2 separate regions of the Mus musculus genome follow, and region 2 is linked to region 1. Evidence: chromatin contacts called from public promoter capture Hi-C data. All regions are on one chromosome and are shown on one strand. Each heading gives the region's core, a stretch centred on a gene start, on an enhancer-like site or on the middle of the called end of the contact. The rest is flanking DNA. Distances are from core to core; before and after follow the strand shown. Region 1 overlaps Zfpm1 (zinc finger protein, multitype 1). Region 2 overlaps Acsf3 (acyl-CoA synthetase family member 3).

The links. Promoter capture Hi-C pulls out the DNA fragments that hold promoters and counts their contacts.
Region 2: a promoter capture Hi-C map of stem cell-derived epiblast-like cells shows a contact between it and region 1, with 4 times the contacts expected there. The contact joins two enhancer-like sites. A contact is called at or near these places in 3 of 39 promoter capture datasets (liver, pre-B cells and stem cell-derived epiblast-like cells) and 1 of 115 datasets of contacts at active chromatin or transcription factors (embryonic stem cells).

The regions. Positions count from the first base shown.
Region 1 is chr8:122,291,352-122,298,969 of GRCm38.p6, reverse strand. All of the region lies in intron 1 of Zfpm1 (zinc finger protein, multitype 1), which reads right to left. Among named protein-coding and RNA genes, the nearest start is that of Gm39269, 10 kb to the right of the region's middle. RefSeq lists enhancers at 1,919-2,342, 2,364-2,719, 7,596-7,618. Within about 2 kb of position 4,494, at least 143 of the 459 cell types and tissues checked have an H3K27ac peak or open chromatin away from gene starts, as enhancers often do. A contact at or near this core is called in stem cell-derived epiblast-like cells, where this site is marked.
Region 2 is chr8:122,811,632-122,819,249 of GRCm38.p6, reverse strand. It overlaps Acsf3 (acyl-CoA synthetase family member 3), which reads right to left. Exons shown (of 10, transcript NM_144932.4): 8 at 6,121-6,255; 9 at 5,579-5,690; 10 at 1,363-1,858. The coding sequence ends at 1,714. Among named protein-coding and RNA genes, the nearest start is that of Gm35466, 8.0 kb to the left of the region's middle. Within about 2 kb of position 4,364, at least 25 of the 459 cell types and tissues checked have an H3K27ac peak or open chromatin away from gene starts, as enhancers often do. A contact at or near this core is called in stem cell-derived epiblast-like cells, where this site is marked.

The DNA.
Region 1 (7,618 bases), core at 3,245-5,744:
CAGGAGATGTTTCTCACCCAGTGTGTCACAGAGGGTGTCCCCACAGACCCTCTGTGGGGAGCTCATGTCCCTTCCCAAGGAGTCTGAGCCCTACGTCCTTCTCTGTCTTGCCTGGTCCTCTCTATCCCGTGTGGTCTTTGATGGTTGACCTGCTGACTGCTTCTGTGCCTGGCTGTGAGCATCACGAGGGTCCACCCCAGGTCACGTGGGTTTGGAACTCAGGACATCCTAGAAGGTGACGCATACCTTCCTCAGTCACTACAGAGGCACCGAGCAGTGGGTCTGACAGAGTCAGGACCCACATCCTAGTAAACATGCGTCTATACAGACCTCAGCATTCAAACACTAAGAAGATCTTATTGAGATATGATTCACACACAGTAAATACAGGCTTTTCCTGATGCTTGACGTTTAAAGGCAAGAATCTTTACTGAGGAAAAAAAGGTATGTGTGGGTGACATGCAGCCCAGATAAAATGCAGAGCTCTGCATGGCGCTGTCTTGTGAAAAGAAACACACGCTGGCGACCTGGGGTCAAATTGGTTCCAGAAACTTTAAAAGGAGTCACTGAAAATCTGCCATCAGTCACCTTCCCTTGCCTATCCCCAGAGGAACCAAGGCTTCACACAGCTGTGATCCTGGCTGGGCCGTGGGCAGCACCGAGCTCCCCCCCCCACCTCCTGGAAATGTATTCCGCTCCCGTTTCCAACCCTTACACAAAAGCCAACTCCGACTTAATGGCCAGAATATGGTGGGCTTCCCTGCCCTGAGCTGCTGCTGCTGCTCTGGCTAGTCCGTGTGTAGCTGCGTGGCCCTCTGGAAGCCTCTGAGGACCCAGGCACCCCAGCCATGTGCTTCACACTGTACCAGTGGTCAGAGGCAGACCTCAGCCCTGGGGCTGAGAAAGGGCCACTGAACACAATGGAGAGCTGAGCATGTCATTGACGCATGACACTTACTAGCGTTCCAATTTGGTACTACCCTGCTCTAAGTATGAGAAACTGAGACAGAAAGTAACAAGGTCTCTGGACCCATCCTTATTCACAGTAGATGAGAACTAAGGCCTCGCTGTTGCCCTTGTGAGGCCTCGTTTCTCTCCATAATCCCCGTATCTCCCTTTCCACCTCTGTTTCTGGCCACCCCTGGCCCCCTATGTCTGCTCCTGGAACCAGACCCTAGGCTCTGCTAGCTGCTCCTGGCTCAGTTGGAGTCAGGACACCCCTCTGTTTTGTGGGGGTGACCCCTGCCCCCTCCTGGTGTACCTGTAGTCTTTAGAAACTATGGCTCCTTCAGCCCAGATCCCTGCAGGTACATGTACGCTGCCCACAACCACTTGCTGGAGTCTGTCAGAGCCTGGCTAGCACCAGCATGCAGGAATGTGGAAGCCATGAACGGAAACTGAGGTGGAAGGCAGCCCTCCTAGCCACCACCCGGCCTGCTCTTCAGGGACATACAGAATGGAGACCTAGCTGGGCTGCAAGGTCCAGGGACCCACATCCGACCTTACAGAGTTCTGGTGAGGAGTGGACGGAGAGGCCCTGGGGGGACCAGGAAGTTCCAGGCAGGGTCCAAGCTGGGGACTCACTGTGCAGTCAAGAGAGGGGATCAGTCTGAGATGGAGACAGATGTGGGCCTATGTACCTCAGAGGGCTAGTTCAGTCCATGGGATGTCGGGGTTCTGGGGTTTGTTGAATGGGGCGGGCATTTAAACTAAAATGAGCTCAGGTACTGCATGTAGGAAGACCTAGGATGGGGAGGGGCACAGAAAGTCCAGGCTGAGCTCCTAAGTCTAAAGGCCCAGGACGGAGCTGAGGTTTAATCAGGGTACAGCAAGCAGCACCACCAAGCGACAAGCCTGAAGATGCAGGACCTGTGGAGGGTCGGGGTGCGCTGGGCCCTCACTCCGTTTCAACAGCTACCTCTGTGAGCTCCCTCAGTATCTTCCCTTTGGCTTAAGCCTGGTTCCTCTGTCAGGACAGATCCAACCAGTAAGCTGGTCCTTTACCCTGTCCCCAGGGGCAGGGGCCTGGGTGGGGCAAGGCCTAGAGAAAGGGAGGCTAGGAGGAGGGAAGAGGGCCGGGGGCCTGAGAAAGCCCAGCCTGGCTGATAGAGGGAGATTGGTTTCAGCCGGAGCCTCGGGCCTGCCAAGTCCACATCCTATCTGCGGCCTGCGCTTACTCAACATTCATCACAGCTGAACTCGGAAACTTTATCAACGCTAAAGGTTGGCGCCATCTCTAGGCCCAGCCACTCCCGTCCCTCCCCTCGATGGGCCCGATAGCCACTGATAGATTACACAAGATTGTTTCACTCCGGGAAGCCATGGCCTGCGCTTCTGGGGGAGGGGCCGCATGGGGGAAGGCCCAGGATATCAAGGGGGCTGGTTGTGCTCCCCGGGGATGGCCATGGCCTGGGGGTCCTGCGATAGGATGGGGCCCGGGCCTGCTGAGGCCACAGCTCATCGCCTGGGGCAAAGAGGAGGAAACAAGCCTCGGAGATGGGCGCTGAGGCTGGAGTGATCCCTTCTCCAGATGGGTGATAAGAACTGAGCCATGTGAGCGGGTTTCACTAATGGAGCCGTCGCTGTGTGGCACAGGGCAGAGGCAGATGGCTACTCAGGAGGGGGTGGCTCCTGTGTGACAGACAAGCCCTCCACTCAGCAGGCTGGGCTGTGCCCATCTGGAACAGCACAGTGCTCTGAGCACTTCCCAAACCCACTGCGGGTGCCCCATCCTCTCACACTGTGGGTGCCCCACCCTCTAACACACTGTGGGTACACAATCCTCTAACACATTGTGGGTGCCCCATCCTCTAACACACTGTGGGTACACTATCCTCTAACACACTGTGGGTAACCCATCCTCTAACACATTGTGGGTACACTATCCTCTAACACACTGTGGGTACCCCATCCTCTAACACACTGCGGGTACCCCATCCTCTAGCACACTGTGGGTACCCCATCCTCTAACACACTGTGGGTACCCCATCCTCTAACACACTGTGGGTACACTATCCTCTAACACACTGTGGGTGCACTATCCTTTAACACACTGTGGGTGCCCCATCCTCTAACACACTGTGGGTGCACTATCCTCTAACACACTGTAGGTACACTATCCTCTAACACACTGTGGGTGCACTATCCTCTAACACACTGTGGGTGCCCCATCCTCTAACACACTGTGGGTACCCCATCCTCTAACACACTGTGGGTACCCCCTCCTTCCACACTGTGGGTACCCCATCCTCTCCCTGCCCTGCTTACACATGAGGCCCTGTGTTGTGTGTCCTTCACGCTCTCACCAACACCATCAGCATCTTCTCTCCACTCCACCTCCACCCCGCTCAGCTTCTGCCCCTCGGCTCTGATTCAAGAATGCTTTCTCAACGCTGTGGGGCTTCCGAGTCATCTGTGTCCCAGCCACGGTCCCTTCCCTGTCTCCGTATCACAGCACTTGGTCCGTCCCTCAGGACTCCTCAGGCTTCCCTGTCTGTGGTAATGCCAGCTTCTCAGACTGACTTGACCCTGTTCCTTTCCTCCATCCTCTTCCTCCCGAGACAGCAAGGCTGATCTAGAAACAAGCAGGTAGCTTTTATCCAGCTCTGTGCTCTGGGGGGAGGCGGGAGCTGCCCAAATGAGATGGATGCCCTCTGGCAGGGTCTGAGAGGCCCCCTGGAAGGCCTCACGATGGGATAGTGTACCCTCACACACAGTTAATAAAAACAGGTGACAGAGACCCTTAGTGTGGGGGCCAGGACTGAGGGAGGCCATGAGGTCACTCCTGACTCTTCCTCCCTTAGGTCTCAGCCTAAGCTCTCCAGGGGACCTTGTTTCCCCACTATTTTGCAATTACACATTAAAACAACAACAACAACAACAAACCCCTGCTCATACCAGTGGCTGTTAGGTCAGAGGCTTGGGGGTGCGGTGGGAGCCAGTGCCCCCGACTGCTGACTATAGACCCTATTCTGTAATACGGTACGCTGAGGAGCGGAGAGGCTGGGGGCAAGGTCAGGATCCCACCTCCGCAGCTTTGAAAAGAATACGGAATGGGCAGCTCTAGAATGGCCCATGATGTGGTGGGGAAACCGAGGCCTGGGGCAGGGATGGGGTTCAAAACCCTCCTGGCAGCTGAGGGACTAGATTCCTTTCCATTTTACAGATTGGGAAACTGAGGTGTGACAAAGACAAACGGAGATCCCTGTTCTTGCCAGAGCCTCAGGCCACAGAGACTTGGTCAGCAACATTCCTAGTGAGTCACCAGGCTCAGGAGGGGATGGGGACAATAACTCGAGTAGGGTCTGGAGGGAGGGAGGGAGCTGCCAGCCTTTGCTGCCTGTCCCGGCTCCACTTCTCACCTCCCCACTCTCATTTGGCACAGGAGCTGACTGTAGTGTTTGTGGAATGCCCAGGTCCTAGTGCCGGAGGGTGTGGCTTAGGCTGAGGTCAGCAGAGCTTACTTAAAGGCCCGCCTGTTCAAGGCAAACACAAGGCTCAGTAAGAAGGCACAGAAGCCCGGGAGGACTTCCACCCAGTGGGTCTGGGCTGGACAGGTACAAGCTCTCGTTTGAGATAAGGCCCCACCCCCTCCATGGAACTGTAGCCAATCTCTGAGCCTCAAGTCTGCTCATTTGCACACACTATTTTCATTGGCTGCTAGTAGGGGCTGGACAGAGGTGGGAGGAATGGACGTTCTGGGGACCAGGGCTCAGTGGTGCTGCTCTTGGGAACCCAGGCCATTTCTAAGACAATCCATAGGACTTAGGAGTTTTCAGGGGAGGCAAAGGTGGGACTGGATCTTGGGGGTGTTCTGGAAAGTGTTAGATTCTGGTGACCCGAGAAAGATTTAGGTAGAAAGGAACTTTATGGGGGAAAACTGGTCCACCCAGGCCCCACTAAACTCATTCTTACCCACCCTGGATGCCTCAGAGGGAAGATGCTGACCCAAGGTCACACAGCCAATGTGCAAGGGGTGCCGTGGAGACCTCCCCCACCCCTAGGCACCACTCCTGGACAATTCCACCCCAGCTGCTAGGTCTCAGAATGGGCCATTTGGGTCTTCCTTTTCCAAAAATGATGAGGCTGAGGGGCCTCGACTTTCTCTTTAGATTTCAGGGCCATCTCTCCTGGCAGCCCTGAGTTGGGCCAGGGGCTTGGCAATGCATGGAAGTCTGCGACGCTTTTGTTCCTGGCATTTGGAGGGGTGAGATAAGGGGGAAGAACCGAGAGTGAGCAGGCAGATAGATGGGCTGATAGCGGCTCCTCCACGCATGGCGCCTATCGCTCTTTTTATCAAGGTTCCCTTTCTTTCTTCTTTTTGTTGGGGGCCTGGGAGGGCGGAACACACCCACCCCATTCCCTCCCACACCCGTGGAGCTGAAGGAGGAGGCCTCTCTCTCAGGCACCAGCCAGGAAGGAAGACAGGCTTGGAGAAGAACCTGGGAGGGTGGGGGTCCCACCTGTCTGCCAGGACTCAGGGTTCCCAAGCTCTGTCTCCTCAGCTCTTCACAAGGACCTGCAAGGACACTCATGGGCTCATCTGCTCTATGAGGTAGCCAGGCCCAGTGAGGTGAAGTGCTTGGCCCAAGGTTACACAGCCAGGTCAGATGGAGCTGGGTCCAGCTGTGCCTCTCTGGCCTGGAGTCTAGCAGTCTGGATTTGGTGGGCAGCGAGGAGGTACAGGACAGATGGGGTGGCCAGAGAATATGGCTAGAGGTTCTGGGGAGCAGGACCAGGGTTGCGGGGCAACCTTTGCATCTCTAGCCCCATCTTACAGATACGGAAACTGAGGCTCAGACCAGGGAGACGCCTAAAGGGTGATGGGTAGGCTGGACCCTAGCCCCCCTCTCATATCCTTGAACTTGATGGTTCAGAGTGTGAATCCCGAGACACCCCAGGTATGAAATCCTGGTGATTAGTCAGGAGAGGGTGGGGACAATAACCCAGGATGACAAAGACAAACTTCTAGAATCATCCAGGTGGGGGTGGTCAGAAATAAGAAGTCCTGCGGGAGCTCTTTGCCCGAGAGGGATGCAGTATTGTCCAGAGGCAGCATGTCCCCGAGTCCTCAGCACTGGGATACAGGCCCGCACTGCCGAGCTCGGCTCTTTATAAGGGGGCTGGAGATCTGAACTCAGGTCCTCACGCTTGCGTGGAGAGCACTTACTGACCAAGCTGCCTCTCCATCCCTTCAAGCCAACATTCTCACCAAAAGAGCCACCTTTGTGTGTGTGTGTGTGTGTGTGGGGGACGGTAAATGAAATTACTACAAGCAATAAACATACCAACTTAACCAGGCATGATGGTGCACGTCTTTAATCTCTGCGCTTGGGAGGCAGAGACAGGAGGGTCTCTGAATTCAAGGCTCTGCAGACTAGACTGCACTGATCCGTGGGTAGGACTGGGAAATCCTGAGCGTTTGCCCACTCTGTGCCCAGGCCTTCACTTTAAAGCGGAGAGACCAGGTCCCTTTATAGAGGTGGGGGGTTATATCTGCAAACACCTCAGAACATCTAGGTAGCTGGAGGCTCAGGTCTGGACAGAGCCTCTAGGTCAGAGTGCCTCCTGTGCTGTGTGACTTTGAGTCATCAGAAGAGAAGTGAGGGACAATGGGAGGACACGGCGAGAAGCAGGACAGGCCCAAGGGTACATCCACCACTCAGTCAAGACAGCTCCCCTCAGCAGGGCCAGCACTGGGGTCATCATACCTGGGGAGACCCAGGATCCCAGGGAAAGTTCCTGCCCTCCTCAGGCCTTCCCTTCCCATCTCTGGGATTCCTGAGTTTCAGTTCTCAGGAATGATTTCATATACACAGGACTGGGAAAAGAGCTGAATGCCCCCACCCCCACTGGGCCCAGGAGGGCTTGAGAAGGGGTTCCTGCCAGTGTGGCCAGGCCACCATGCCAAGGGGTGTCTGGGGCTGACAGACCCTGGTTTCTCTTCTCACACAGCAGGTGCCTCACTCCCCCCTGGCTGCCTTACCTGTCCCTCAGCAGGAGGATTAGCCTGGCGCAGCCCTAATCTCGGCGCATCACACCATCAGTGAGAATCTCGGATCAGCTGAAGGAGGCAGCTTTATCCAGACAAGCTCGCAATGGCACCGGAGTCCCATCTGGGTGCCGCCTGTCATGAGAGGCAGCTGGGCTGAGCTGGGAGACACAATGGCTGTGGACAGGCTTGGGGCCCCCTGGGCTTCCGAGTGCTGCAGGGCCCTCACAGCTGGTGGGCGTGGCTTTGCTGGGGCACAGTGACACTGAACTACCTATGGTCTAACCAGGCACTGCAGGGCAGCAGGACACTCAGGTAAAGCTGCCTGGCAAGGCTGCAGAGGCACCATGTCTGCTGCGCAAACAAGGCCATGTTGTTACACAGATCTGCCCAAGGTGGTGTGGGTACTGGGAGACGCCATCAGTTCTGGAGGCTGGACCCTATGGTCTGGGAGTCCCTGTACCAGAGTCAGCTCAGAGTGGCGCCTGCTGGGCCTAACTGGATCTGACTGCAGTTTCAGTGGCTGGACATTTGGTGGCTACCAGCCTGGACTAGAGGCTGGGAGGGCCATCTCCTCAGAGTCGGCCAAGGGCTCCCCTCTAAGGCCCCCTTCTCTCCACCCTCCTC
Region 2 (7,618 bases), core at 3,115-5,614, 520 kb before region 1:
CAAGGCTTCCCTGTGAAGGCCTTGATGCATTGGCCAAGGGTCAACAGAGTAGGTGTGCACAGCACAGGTGCCTCCTTCCGTGATCTTGTGAGGATATCTTTTGGAAATATAAGGACTGAGGTCTGGGCTGGCCTGTGATACCTGCTATGGAAGGGCTCCAGGTGAAGTTACCTCCCACCATTCCTGAGGCTTTTTTTCCACTGAGTCCAGGGTCTTGAGCCCAGTAGCAGATGTGTTTTCTTGAGCAAGATGGCCCAACACAGGGTGATGCTGCATAGGGTCACTCCCACAGACTGCACTGGGATTCTCTGGGAATCCTGCCCCTGGGGATCACCGCCATGGACTGGCTCTGGGAGGCCCAGATATCCAACAGCTCCTTCCACATCCTGGTTTCTGGAGGCACAGCATCTTCCTTCCAACAATGAATCGTCCAGTCTCACCTGGAGCTCTACCAGGCCTTGTGGCAACATCAGAGGCCCCATCAGTGATCTCTGCAGATTGCTGAGGGCCATATGTGGACTCAGGGCTATTGTTAACACGTGGCCCCAGGGCTATTGTTAACACAGTGGACCCAGGGGTCTGGGGAGGAAGGGAGAGGGGGGGAGGGGGAGGGGGAGGGGGAGAGTGAGCGTGAGAGGAGAGCAAGAGGGGGAGAGGAAGGGGAGGAGGAGGGAGAGGGAGAGGGAGAGAGAGAGGGGGGAGGAAAGGGAGAGGGAGAGGGAAGAGAGGGAGAGGAGAGCGGGAGAGGGGAAGGCGGAGAGAGAGGAGGAAGAGGAGGGAGAGGGAGAGAGAGGGGGAGAGGGAGAGAGAGGGGGAGAGGGAGAGGAGAGCGAGAGGGGGAGAGGAGAGCAAGAGAGGGAGAGAGATGGGAGGGAGAGGTAGAGGGAGGAGAGGGAGAGGGAGAGCTCAAGAGCGCTGTGCTGTTTCTCCCCGTGGCCTGAGGGCACATAACCAGGATCTGAGCTGGCAGGACGTGGGCTGGAAGATGGAGGCCTGGGAAGCTGAGTAGGAAGAGGTTTGAGAAGAAGGCACAGAGGACCAGAAAGACCCCAAACTGGGGTGAGACAAGGTCAGGGAAGAGGAGCTTCAGGGCTATTTGGGGATGGCCCTCACCTGGCATGGATGAGGCTACAAAGACTTCAAGTGTTCTAACACACACACACACACACACACACACACACACACACACACACACACACACACACACACACACACACAGCAGCTCCAGGGAGATAATCCCGGCAGCAGGAACCATGGTCTGGGAGCTGTAGGCTCCACCCAGTGCTGTTGTTTGTTGTTCTACGTGGGCTGGGAGCTGTGCCGGCCTAGGAAATGTGTGCGCGCAGACTCACAGCTCACAGGTCACAGTCAGAGAAGCACTACACGGTGTGTCTTTATTTCACCTCTTCTCACTGTCACCTCTGACTCTCTGGGACCTGCCCTCAGGAGAGGCAGCAGCCCCGGGCACTGGAGAGCTGGCCACAGCCGTGTCCTTACTGTGCTTGTGAGACTGGCACACACCAGTGATCTCAAGGACCACTGAGGACACAGCCAGTGGTCAGGGTCACCTGGGCTTGGACAATCAGCCTGGGGTTGAGGGAACTCACTTGGTGATTCGTCCCTAGAGGTTTTGATTCCGGTCAACCTGATTGCAGGAGGGGAGGGGTTCCATCCGAGGCCCATAGCACGTGACCGCGGGGTGTTTGGGGTTCTCTAGCCTTGGCCTGGCTGGCTCCTCTGTCCTGAGGGGTACAACTGTTTGAGCAGCTCCTTCTTATTCACCTTGCCCATCTGGTTCCGGGGGATCTCCTCCACCAGCAGGAGCTCCGAGGGCACAGCATAGGGGGCCAGGACACCTCTGCAGAGACAAGCACAGCCTGAGGACAGCACCCCACCCCGGGAAATGTCTGATATATCCAGAAGCCATTGTGGCCACATCCTGACTGTGACAGATGGCAACAGGACTGTTGTCTTCTCTCTGGCTTCCTACAAAGTCAGCAGTGACATGGGTGAGGACACTGAGAGGAGGGGACGAGTCCTTTGCTCTCCTCATCCAGACTGGTTTCTTCTTGTCCTGGGGATAACTGACCACAGGCTGGCCTGCTGCCATTCCCACTTAAGGTGACTCTGGCACAGGAGAGTGGCTCCTGCAGGTGACAAGCATGGTCAACTACCGACAAGTAGCTTCTGGGCCACCACCAGAACGTAATGAGAGGAAGGCGTTGTTTTTGGTAGGAAAGGCTGCGGGTCCTGTTCTGTGTCTCAGATGGCACTGAGGTAGGGATGTGAGCCCTGCAGATGTTCTCCTGCTCTGCTGCAGGGACAACCTACCCAGAGATCATGTGCACGGCCTGGGGCAGCATCCCCGCCTGCCCCAAAGTTCCTCAGACCAGAGAAACCTTGGCTTTCCCAGGAGTCCACAGGCTGTATGTGTACAGTTTTAACTGTAGATACAATTTTCAGTCTTGAGTGACTCGTGGCCTTCTATGTCACACTTTGTTCCTCCCTGAGCCTGGCTCACCAGCTCTCTTGCTGCAGTGACTGCTCAGACCTTCCAGCAGGGCTGTCTGGGGCACTGTGGCTCTTGAGCCTTGCTCCTCTAACCACTTGGACTGTGTCCCTTGGTTCTGGACGGGCTAGCCTCACTCCCTATGACTTTATCCCAAGGGATCCTCTTGAGTCTCCCACAGGGATCCCAGCGCCTCTCCTATTCCTAGCTTGTGGTCCCCATTCTTCCTGGTGCCCCCCCCCCCCAATCTTTCTCCTCTTGTCCTGTTAAGTTTACCTGGCCTGTGTATTTCTCTGTGTAGAAACTAAACTGGGCAGGATTTACAGGGCGGTCCATTGCAGTGTAATGTGGGGACTGGGTACAAACCTGTACAACTGGCTGAAGTGACCGGCTGACACAGCTCCAGATAGAGGCACAGCCTGCCCACTGCCTGGACTCGCAGCCCAAGATGAACTCCCTTCCCGGTGGGACTGGGAAGAGGTGGCAGTGAGTTCTAACCCCTGAACACAGTCTCAACTGCAGTGGTCCTCAGAGCCCCTCCCTCAGCTCAGGAATGTTCCTTCTCTGGTACTGCTAGAGTCCCTGCAAGTGACATGAGCATCTAGAAATGCACGCTCCGTGTCTACTGAACTGACAGCAGGGCTCTCACTCTGTAAACACCCCACGCACGCGGCTGGGTTTCTCAATGTTTAACCTCCCGTTTCTGGTGTAAGTGCCACACGATCAGGATGTGTTGGCTCTTTTGTGAATAGGACCTAATTTCTAGCATTTGGTTAAGCATTTTGTGTCTGTCTGACAGGAAACTGGTCTGGGTTTCTTGTCTGGTTTGGGTCCCATGAAGTGAGGTGGGAGTGTCCCTCCTAATGGGAATGGACTTGTATGCACTTTGGGCAGTGTCCCCTGAGGTGCTCTGGGCCTGGCATTTGCCTTGTGGTTTTTTAGCTGGGACTCAGCTTCACAGACACAGAGCTCTTCAGCCTGGCTCTCATATTAGTTCTGGTAATTTATGCATATCACTGGTTCTTCCAACTACAAGGAGGACAACTTGGGGCTGTGTGGACCTCCTGACAATCACTGGGCTGCTGTGAGGTACACACTACCTCACAGAAGGTGGATAACACAGGTGGACACAGTGACACCTGGGTTCTCTGTGCTTCTTCCCAAACCTCCTTCTCTTTCTCATCTGGGTCACCAGGGCCACCCAGGCTGGCCTTGAACTTGCTCCAGGCCTGTGCCACTGTGGCCACTTCTCTTTCAGTCAACATGGAGAAAACCTGGTTCTTTGTTGGTGTCCCCTCCTGACACTGTCTCTTTCTGGAACTCCTATTAGCCGACTGCAACCTCAGGATGAGAGCTCTGCTCTCTGTCCTTCCCACCCGCCTCTCCAATGGCAACTGGACAGCACAGCCCTGGCCTGAGGCAGCATTCACCAAGCATGGACTTGGACATCACACAAGGGTGATGATCACTGGGCCACACGGCCTTGCTCACAGGACGAGCACCGGGGAACTCAGACGCTGTTCCCTGGGGACTAGGTAGGGCTGTGGTTTCAAGTGTGTGTGTGGGGTCTCTCCTCAGGTCCCTAACCCCAAGAACAACTGGTGGGAAAGCTACTCACTGTGGGGACAAAATGTCTTAGGACAGCTCGGCAGTGCCTGGCGATCTTTCTTGCACTGTCCCCCTGTACACAGCTCCAGCTCCCCAATGCTCTAACCCTTGGCCCTCTTCTCAGGTCTTCTTACAGTCACCATGAGCCTGAACACCCAAGCAAGGAGCCTGACTTCAGCGGCAGACACAGGCCCTGGGGGAAGCACTCAGAGCGCAGGAGCCACCAAGCTGTGGACACAGACCATGGCTTGAGGGATTCAGGCCAACGTGGGGCCTCCATCCAACAGCCACACTGGCTCTCAGCAGAGGATGCCTGTGTTTCTCTTCTCAAAAAAGTAATTGTTTAATCACAGCAGCAACCGGCCAAGCAGACTGCTGCCTCTGCTAAGCTGTGGAGCTCCAACTGTGACTTTGTGAATCCAGGGAATCAGTAATTGCCCAGCTGTGTGGCCCTGATGAACGAGGACCCCTGCTGCCTGTAAAGTCTCTTTGGACGAGCCAAAAATAGAGAAGGCAAGTCGGGGTGGGGGCGGGGGTGTGTGTGTGAGGAGACAGCAGAGTGGAGGGAACTCAGATTTAAAGAAGGATCCTGAAGTTCTCCTCACGGTGGAAGCTTCGAGAGTCTCCTGTCCTGAGAGTTCTGGGAGGATATCAGCAATCACCAGGGACTAAGATGAAAGAAACTGGAGTCTACCACAAACAACATGGGGCAAGCCAGCCAGTGCAGTATGGTGGCTGTGGTGGGACACACCTTTAATCATAGCACTTGAGGAGCAGAGGCAGGCGGATCTCTGAGTTGGAGGCCACCTGGTGTACAGAGTGAGTTCCAGGACAACCAGGGCTACAGAGAAACCCTGTCTCAACACCACCCCCCACCCCCAAAAAACCCCCAAGATCTACAAGAACCAGGGAGAATCCGTCCCTGCCCTGGGTTAAGAAGGGAGCTGTGGGCACAGGCCCAGGCAATCCCAGGCTTTGGGAGGCCCTGCAGTAAGGTGCGAGGCACTCAGGCAGTCCTCAGGGCTGCGAAGCCCAGGCCATCCTGTGGTGGCCTGAGCAAGTCTGGCAGGATAGGGAGGGGGGAGGGGTACTCGGTGTGGCACTGGATTGTCAGGCACTTGCTGGGGGGTCCTAAGCCTTGAAATGATTTGGGGTTTATAAGTTGATACCAAAATATCTGCTTCTGTCCCAGGAACACACATTTCTGCCTCAGACTATCACTGTCTCCCAACTCGGTTTGCAGCAGAGGCCCTTCCTACTGCCAAGTCTACATTTAATGAGGGAAGAGACAAACTAGTCACGGGTCCCACTGTTGGCTTCTCGGCTTCACCCTCCCCACGTCCAGAATCCAGAATGGTTCACCCAGCCTCCCCGCTCCAGGACAGGCCCTTCTGTCCCCGATTCCAAGGTGGTTGGTTCCCTTAGATGCGCTAGAACCCAGGACAGTCCCTTTAGCCCTACCTGGCCCACTCCTTGAGATCCCCGTGGGACAGTGAATGTCCTTCTTGAAGAGCAACCACAGCTGTGACCCGCTGGCCCCATGTCATATCAGGAACTCCAATTACAGCGACATCTGAGGACAGCAGAACAGGTTGGGGATGCCTGGGAAGGTCCTGATGACCACACAGACTGAACAGCATGCAGGAATATGTGGTAACGTTGGGCTGTTGGCTGCAGTGCCCAAGCCCCTGGAGTGAGACCCGTGGGGATGACACTCATGGGAGTGGGAAGCATCTCTAGGGGCTCAGCCTGCTCTTGCTTGGTCTGCAGAGCAGCTGTGCGTTCTGGCCAGGCCTGCAGGCCGTGCTAGTGCAGCAGGGAGCAGCTTGGAATAGCCATTATGTTGCTGTGTGCAGGGTACAGAGGGAGCATAGACACATTTCACAGGAGCCCTAGTAGCAGGTGGAGGAGGCTCCTGACAGTCCAAACCTTGACAGAGTAGAGAAGGAGGCACTGTGTTTGGAGCCAGAGCTCCCCTAAGCCTGAGGTAGCCACCTACTCACCGGTGATGCTGGGGTGGGCCAGCAGGTGCCGCTCGATCTCCAGGGCGCTGACTTTATAGCCTCCAGTCTTGATGATGTCCACAGACGTGCGCCCTCGGATCCAGTACCTAGCATCCTTGAACACGGCGGTGTCTCCTGGAAAAGGAGTTTGTTTCTGTGATCGCTCTGGACAAGCTGGTCACAGGAGACTTCAGTGCTCCTGACTGTCACCCCAGGAGTCCCAGGGGACCACGTGCATGCATATGTGGGTCCCACTATTCCCACTGTCCAGGCCCACTTCCTGTAGAGGCTAGCTCCAATGGCATGTGTCCTTTCCCATTCTCCATTCCTGTGACACTGGCACCCAGCCCTGCAGCCAGCAGTGCGGGGTGGAGCCCACCAGAATCTGTGGCAGTGGCAGGCTGGAAACCGACTGGGCCACTGGATTCTGGGCTATGTTCCTGTCAGAGCAATCAGAAACAGGGTGCACCGTTTTCAAGAGAGCAGCAAATAGTTTGTGGCCTTTGACCCCAACCTCTGCTTCACACAGACACATGCTGGGCACTGTCCCGCACTGTTCCACCACTATCCACAAGCCTCTATCATTGCACGGTGGATGGGTCCTGGGTGAAAGGACAGTCATTTCCAGCTCCTTTTCCAACATGGGGATGCCCTGTGGTAAATGTCTTCCTGCTCTTTCACCCCTGACTCCCACCAGCCCCAAACAGCCACAGTGCCCTTTTCTCTAAGCGAAATAACTGTCTCACTTGCTCCTTTCACACAGGAGCATGGGGCCTGCCCAGTGAGCTTGTTATGCCCCACAGACATGGTGGCAGTGCCAGGAGCAGGGCCCGGGCTGGAGCACAGGGCTATATTTCTGGCCAAGTCTTCTCCCAGCACGGCGGTGTGTGTATTTGCGCATTAGTGCGGGTGCATGTCCATGCACACACATTTGCATGATTACGGCTGTGTATAGGCATGCAGATGCCAGCAGCAGCCCTGACAGCAGTGCTGGGGCCTCCCTGTCTGCTCACACGCTCCCTGCACTCCCTGTGGGTTATTAGCTGGAATAAATCATAAATATTTCATCGTACATCACGCGGCCCGACACGGTAAGGCACCATCCATCACCCCGCTAGTCCCTGGGACTTGCAGTGCAGGGCACACTCCAGTCTATTAAACAAGATGGATGGGCCTGGACAAGCTCAGGGCTTATTCACGGAAGACAGGGAGAGGCTGGCCCTAGAGAAAGGACTGGCACTGGAGAGTTCTCTCGTGTGTGGCAGCTGTGTGTGTGGCAGGTGACAAAGGGTTGGATGGGCACCCTCAGCCTAGACCAGGACAGGCCTTGGACAATACTGACCGAAGGGAAAGGACCCAGTGTGGGCTATGGGGCACTCAGGTCTTGTCCTGGGTCCTAAGGGACCCTCTACCTTTGGGGCATACAGGACTTGTCCTTCCCACTCCTGCTGTAGCTCTGGGTCCAGCTGTGTCCTTCGGCCTGGGAAGCTCGTCTTCC